Regions from separate parts of the Sus scrofa genome. Here region 2 is linked to region 1. Evidence: chromatin contacts called from public promoter capture Hi-C data. All regions are on one chromosome and are shown on one strand. Each heading gives the region's core, a stretch centred on a gene start, on an enhancer-like site or on the middle of the called end of the contact. The rest is flanking DNA. Distances are from core to core; before and after follow the strand shown.

Region 1 (3,845 bases), core at 358-2,857:
TCCTCATCTCCTTAATGCTAGTCTTCCCATCCAGGAGCTCCTCCAGTAGATATGGCAGACTAGCACCTGCTTAACTTTTTCTACCTGACTATTGTCCCAAATCAACCTTACACCCTAGCCAACTTGGCTGTATTTTTTAAACTTTCAGCACTTTGTATACTTCAACGTCTTTGATCAGTTTCTCCCTCTCTCTTCCCCTTTCCGCCTCTCCCTTGCATTGCTCCTTCCCCTTTCTGAAAATCAGAATTTTGCTCTTACCTTAGGATCTAGCTCAAAGGCTAAATCAAATCCTTCATAATCCCTAACCTGTTTATTCTAGAGCAATATTTATCTTCTTCATTTAAATAGAATTTTCATTTATAACTCAACTCATAGATCCTTATCGTATTTTTTCTAGCTCCTAAAAGAGAACGCTTAACATTTACTGAAAATCTAACAGAAGTCTGCTTATTTTTCATAAAAAGCAAATCATATTTTCTTCCTTTCAATTTGCAGGTGAGAAAAGAGCTCAAAACGTCCCTGTTAAGAGCAGGGCTACAATTCAAGCTCATCTTTCATTCCTCAAAGCTCACTCCTTTCCCAATGCTTGCCACCCCACCAAACCATTAAGGGTCATTTATTACTCGCTAGCGTGTCAAACAGAGATCTGGCAAAGCTGAAGGTCGACAGAGAAGTTTATGAAACAAATGTTAACTCTAGTCTCCACAATATTTGACCTGGCTTAAGGAGCTCTCAGTCGAATTAAAGTTAGCAGCAACTTGTGCTCACCTTGTTTTGAGCAAAAAACATATAAGTTCCTAGTTTCCTTCTAAACTGAAGTGGTCACATTCTAGTTTTGCAATCCCAAGGCAGGGGAAACCTAACTTCTCACCGTGCCCGGCACGTTAAAACTTCATGAATACAAGAAAAGCTCACGTTATCTTGTCTAGCTTTCATTACCCCGAGATCAAGCAAGTCAAATTCACAATCCCAAGAAAAGGAACTTTTTAAAGGGCCACATAACAAGCTTTAGGATTCCTAACTAACCATACCTAACTATGTCGGTATATGGAAGTATTACTCTAAGGGATACACTCAATAGCGAGGAATAACTTTAATTGGTAAAACTATTACTCTCCAACAACAACAACAATAGGGGAGTAAATGGAAGACTAAACGCTGGAATTAAGACCCTCAAAGTCGCTTCTCTGTGACCCTCTAAAAGCTCTGAAGCCCACCCAGGTGCTCAGCCCGCGCCTCCAGGAGGGCAGCCATGTGTCCAAGCTTTAGCTATAAACCTGGTAGCCAGTCCAGCTGGAAGGGCTGAAAACGACCTCCAGGAACACCTCAGAAACTCCGAAACCCGCAGAGCCATAATCAAATAGGTAGCCTCAGAGAAGGCGTGCGGAGCCGCGGCCGCAGAGCCCACTCTACCTTGCAAACCGGGCCCGGAATACGATTTCTATCTTCCTCCTCCGCTTCCTCTGCCACCTCGCTTGACTTAGCAGGCGGCTTGGCGTCTTTTTCGCTTCTTTTCAGCTTTTTCGCCGGACCAGCCGGGCCTCCACGCCGTTTCCTCTTGGTTGCCGCCATCTTGCTTCCCGCCATCTTGCTCCCCAGCTTCTCTCTGGGCCTTCCTTCCGGCTGCGCCGCTCGCTCCGCTTTCCCATCTCTATGGTCCCGGGGCTGGGCTCGGCAGTCCTCCAGCTCTAGGTGCCTCTTTCCGGTCTCTGTGGTACCGGATGCCAGACTCTCTAGGCTTTGTCTATCTCTGTGGTGACGGTGCTGACGGGGCTGGCGGGTCTGAAAAAGTGGCGGGAGCCGCTCCACTTCCTCCCCGGCTGCCAGGGAGCTGCGTCCCGACCCCAAAGGTGGGTTTGGGCGCTTGGCATATCGAGACTAGTAAACGGGTGCAGTCCCGCGGCGGGTTGGTGCGCCGCGTTGTCTGGGGCTTTTGGAGGATCCGAGGACCACCCCCACCCCTTGTCTGTTAGGGACGAGGTTGGCTGCGTGGACAGCTCAAAACCGACTCTTTGGTGATACGCAGCCTCATCTTGGCGTGGCGAAGCTGGCCCGAGTAGAATGATGTTGTTGTTGTTGGGTGTTTTCATCGTTCAGTTTTTCATGGTTACTGTCGTCTTACTGAAGACGAGGAAACCGTAGCTTAAAGAGATAATTTCCCCCAAAGTTAGACAGTTAAGTGGCAGAAGTGGGGTTCAATCCCTGGTCGGTCGAGTTCACCGTCCAGGCCTCTTCCACTTGGCTCAGCGCAGGTTGAGATCGCGGGCTTAGCCAGCATTGACGGGAGTTTGTCTGATCTCATCAGGTGTTCCGCGACCAGCGGGAGCAGGTGTTGGCATCAGGAGCCGCTCTCCGGGCGGAATGCGCAGTGAACCATGCCCCTCCTAACACAACAGATCCCAGATGAGAGTGATTACAGTTTAGTGGCCAGCCTCGACAACGTGAGGAATCTCTCCACTATCTTGAAGGCTATTCATTTCCGAGAACATGCCACCTGTTTCGCTACTAAAAATGGAATCAAGGTCACAGTGGAAAATGCAAAGTGTGTGCAAGCAAATGCTTTTATTCAGGTATGAAAGTAGTCACCTTTAAGCCTGGGACTTAGTGATATTCTTCACCCCAGACAATGAAGGTCTTAATTGATATCATTTAAGTTAAAGAGCAAAATATCATTACTTGAATTCTTTTTCTCTCCTGGTAACAAATTCTTCTGCAATCTTGTTTAACAGAGATAATGGTTAATAATAATAATAATGTCTAGAATATATTAAGCTAAACTATAGGCCGGGCACTCTTCTGAGCGTTTTATATGTTTAACTCATTTAATCCTCAGAGAATAGTCTTTGATGTAGGTTCTGTTATTATTCTCATTTTTACGTATGTGGAAACTGAGACACTGTTAAGTGATTTGTCAACAGTCCTACAGCTGGCAAGCAGCTGAATTGGGATAAGAACCCAGGACATTTGTTTCCATAGCATATGCCCTTTACCACTACCTCCCTATGATTAAAAAAAAAAAAAATCCCTTTTATTGGTTATAGTATAATCTACTCTTAAAAGTAATATTTGAATAGTTCAGATAGGATTTCAGATTTAGTTCAGAATTTTTTTGGAACACCTAAGTGCATGGTATGACCTTGGGTATAGAGGGATAAATAAGACATGGTTTCTGTCCTCAAAAGAAGCTGAAGACCAGTATCACTCGTGCATTGTCTGATTGACTAGTGTCTGAATAACCTTAGCCAAGTTTATGGGCACACAGAGAAGACAAGGGAGAGTCAGGTGGGGGATAGTTTAGCTCCTCGAAGCTAGATGAAGGACCTTTCATAAAGTTTTGCATGGGACCAAAATCATTCTTACACCTAATGAATCACAGTTGAAAAAGTTTAAGAGGTTTTTCTTGGTAATCAAAAATTATTTTCATGGTATTAGCACAATATTGTTATTTTAAAAACATATAAAGTGAAATTCAGAACCTTATATGAGTTTCATTCTTTAATATACGTATACATTTTCACTTTTTTTTTCCATAGGCTGGAATATTTCAAGAGTTTACAGTTCAAGAAGAGTCTGTTACTTTTCGAATTAATTTAACCGTCCTTTTAGACTGTTTATCTATTTTTGGATCAAGTCCTGTGCCAGGTGAACTATTTTATTATCATTATAACAACATAAAAACATTATACATAATGGTCAGAAAAATACAGGAGAAGTTATTAGAATATAAGTAATATAAACTTTACTTTAGAAAATTAATTACCAATTCATTTTTCATTTGTTACAATCATGGATTCTGATTTTTCACAATATTAATAGAAAGTATGCTTACAGTTCATTTCATACTT
Region 2 (3,845 bases), core at 587-3,086, 2.1 Mb before region 1:
AGACCTGAAGGATGAGTAGAGTTGAATGAAGGATATGGGCTATGGTGAAAAGTCAGAACTTTAAGGACATTGTATTTGGAGGCCGCGTATATAACTGAAAGAAGACTGGTGTGGTGGAAAATAGAAAGAAATGAAGGTGGAAAGGCTTTGGAGGCCGTGTTAATAAATTTTCATCTAAGAGCAAAGGAAATGATATTCTTTTTGATGATTATTGTTTAGAGTGTATAGACAGAGCATTGTTTGAGATAGGAGACTAAGGTGCTGGTGGGCCAATGAGTAAATTTATGTAAATATTTTCATTCAGCAACATTTATTAGGACTATACATGGTTTTACTAAAATTCAGAAATATGGAGTTCCCGTTGTGGCTCAGTAGTTAATGAATCCGACTAGGAACCATGAGGTTTTGGGTTCAATCCCTGACCTTGCTCAGTGGGTTAAGGATCCGGTATTGCAGTGAGCTGTGGTGTAGGCTGGCAGCTACAGCTCCAATTCAACCCCTAGCCTGGGAACCTCCATGTGCCGTGAGTATGGCCCTAAAAATACAAAAAAAAAAAAAAAAAAAAAAAAAAAGTAACTTATTTGAAAGGATAAGCCTAATCCTTATTAATAGACATAATACATATTTCATGAAAAATCACCATAGTTTCTAAAAGTAAACCATTAGCAAGAATAGCATTTATGTATTTGCAGATCTCTTAAATGTTTGGCTGAATAAGAGGTAGCTAAATTCTCATATCTGTTGTTGTGATGTGTTATTTAGTTGAAATATATGCAGAAAAGGAGCCAACGACAGTTATGTAGTAAGAAAGGGAGTATTTTAATAACTTTTTAGACACTTGTGAATAGTCTTCTATGATAGCATACCAAAACTTAATGGTAGTTTTGTAAACACCTTTTCTCATGTATAATTTGAAACCATCAGTGAAATTTTTTTTTGAACTTTGTCAAATTAAAATTCACTAGTCTATGTTGTTCCCGTTGTGGCTCAGAGGGTTATGAACCCCTAGTATCCATGGGGATGTGGGTTCCACCCCTTAGCCATATGCTGCAGATGCAGCCCTAAAAGGACAAAAGACAAAAAAAAAATTCAGTTTCTGGAAGAGTGGGTGATCTGCTGGGTAGCTTACTTTATACCAGGCGCTCTACTATGGGCCCTGGATGAAACAGTGAATTTGACCATCTACTTCCTCTCTGTAATGGGAAATAAGCAAGGCAACAGCTCCGTGCACCCATTGAATATGTCCATAAACATATTTTTTTCACAATAATGACACAAAGTGAAAAGGTAGCAACACACATAAAGGAAGCTTGATTGAGGGTTTTTTTTCTTTTAATTATTGTTGATTTACAACGTTGTGCCAACTTCTGCTGTACAGATTGTTTTTTCCTTTTTGACCACCCCTTGGCATAAGGCGTTCTCCAGCCAGGGATCAGATCCAAGCCATAGTAGCAACCTGTGGCAAGGCTGGATCCTTAACCTCCTATGCTAGGCTAGGATCCAACCTGCTTCCCAGGCTCCAGAGACACCTAAATCTCCTTGCTCCACAGCGGGAACTTCCAGATTATTTTAATTTACACCAGAGCCCGTAAGAAAGGTAGTGAAATTTTGGTTTACATGCAAATTGTTTCTGACCAAGAGTTACCAATTCCTATCCACTTTCAAGAAGTTATTTGGAAAAACAAACTGACGCGCCTACTTATACAGCTGCAGGCATGGGATTCCCATCCGCGAAGCTCGAGAAACCCGAGCGCAAAGGTCCTAGCGCGCGCTAAACCCACCAGAACCAGGGCAGCTTGCGCAGAACCCACATTAACCGACTCCCACCTACACAGCGCCTAGCCGCCCCCTTTCTCTCTACCCTCCCAACCCCCCTTTCCTACCCTCTCCTTCCCAGTCCCTCCCCTTTCCCTTTCCTCCCTCCCTCCCTGCAGGAACCCCCCCCCCCCCGATTTCCCGGCTTCTTCCCGAACCCAGTCATCCAGCCAGCTAGCTCGAAAGCGCCTCCCGCTCGCTAGCCCCACCCCTAACATCCAGCCCAGTCTAACAGCTTCCTCTTCCCAGCTCCGAAATGCTGTGTTCAAATCCCTCCCCGGATGAACCGGAAGTACGTCATGCACTGGCGCCTGTGCGCTCGTTTGGCGCGCGCGCCGTAAGCTTTGGGGCTCAATTAGCGTCTTGGGTTTTCTCTTATTTCTCCTTGCTTTTTGACTTTCTCCGGACGCCGGTGTCTCAGATTTTCGAGATGCCGTCTTCATTGCTGGGGTAGACGATGCCGGCCTCAACGTCGGCCTCAGCCCTGCAGGAAGCTTTGGAAAATGCCGGGCGGCTCATCGACCGTCAATTGCAAGAAGACCGCATGTACCCGGACCTTTCTGAGCTTCTCATGGTGCCTGCCCCAAGTGAGTGATCGATGCCCATATGGTGACTTGTTTCTCGGCCTAAAAGATTCTCGCCTGCCTCTCTAAGTAGGTCCTTATCCCCGAGGTGAATCGGCGAAGACATTCAGAGATTTGGCACGCTGTTTACTGCATTTTTGGAGGGCGGAGAAGAGCCCATTTTCAGTTTTTTGCTCACTTTCTTCATGTAGGTACTTAAGAGGATAGGAGTGAAGAGCATGCCCCCATTTGGAGCAGAAAGAGGTGGTCTCTAACCTTAATGAGCCTCTCATTGCCTTCAGGTGTTTATCATTAAGGCTACATGAGGAGGATCACCTGATCTGAGTCTTAGTTAATTAATTCCTCCTATTATTATTAGAGTAGAACTGAAGAACAGGAAGTTAATTTGGAAATTTACTGTGTTCACTTAAAGATATGCTTTGTTCTGTGTGGAGTTAGTATAATGTGAAGTGCTGGAAGGTGTTAAAAAGAACTACCAGCGGGATAATGGAAGCGATAGGGCAGACCAGCAGTGATGATGGATGAGCAGGGTTGGCACATTTTGTACCAACAAAAAGGAGATGTCTGTAAAATACTTTGATTAGCGATTTTAAGTTAAGGCCAGGGCATATGGAACTATATAAGTTGCTAAGGAAAAAGTCACCACTTTGTGACCTGGAAATTGGAGTAGAGAAGAGTAAGCTGAAGATTTTTGGTAAGCAAGAACCAATATATTCTAACTAGGATGATCTGTGCAGTGTAAACCTAGAAGGCACCACTGAGGATTTATAAAAATTCACTAATTGAGTAGACTTATAATCAAAAAGAAACAAAGCAGATAGTGTTTCTTCCCGACAGCTACTTACCCTAGGCTTGTCTGGTAAGAACTGAGTAACCTATTAGCAACTCTCATCTTGAACAGCACTACTCCTTTTGACTGCCCTACGTCTCAAAGCAAGATGTAGAAAGAGTCCATACACTGTGGTCCTCTCATCATATCTGACCCCAGTCCTGCCTATCCTCTCCACCTTTACACACCCCTGCCTCTTCAACCGAATCTCCTTTCTATTCGGAGAGTATTCTCATCCTCTTTTCCAGTCATACTGAATTTAACATGCTTTCCGTAAGAAACCGCCTCTTCAGGATTTTCTTTTACATGTACCGTTCCATCATTTCTAGAATGTTCTTTGCCTGACAATTCTTCCAGACTGCAACATCACTTTCTCAGGTATGCGGGTTCAGCTGAAGTATCAGCCTGTTCCACCCAAAGAAGCACACTTTGTGAGAAATAATGGAAAGGAGCCTGAACTATTGGAACCAGTCTTTATGAATTCATGGCATGATAAGTAAAGAAAATATAAGACCTGGACCGTTTAAGGAAGGGGAAACAAGTCACTTTCTCTGTAAAGTCTTTCTTAATCGTTTATATCCTCAACAGTTATTAATTCCATCCTCTGTGTTTCCATT

What was found. Promoter capture Hi-C pulls out the DNA fragments that hold promoters and counts their contacts.
Region 2: a promoter capture Hi-C map of liver shows a contact between it and region 1, with 3 times the contacts expected there. The contact joins the promoter of NUP155 here to the promoter of BRIX1 in region 1. A contact is called at or near these places in 1 of 5 promoter capture datasets (liver) and 1 of 47 Hi-C or Micro-C datasets (heart right ventricle).

The regions. Positions count from the first base shown.
Region 1 is chr16:20,510,043-20,513,887 of Sscrofa11.1, reverse strand. BRIX1 (BRX1, biogenesis of ribosomes) reads right to left here and starts at 1,607. Exons shown (of 10, transcript NM_001244824.1): 1 at 1,414-1,607. The coding sequence starts at 1,587. RAD1 (cell cycle checkpoint protein RAD1) reads left to right here and starts at 1,716. Exons shown (of 8, transcript XR_308376.3): 1 at 1,716-1,850; 2 at 2,306-2,570; 3 at 3,534-3,642.
Region 2 is chr16:22,588,110-22,591,954 of Sscrofa11.1, reverse strand. It overlaps NUP155 (nuclear pore complex protein Nup155), which reads left to right and starts at 1,836. Exons shown (of 35, transcript XM_003133893.4): 1 at 1,836-2,402. The coding sequence starts at 2,273.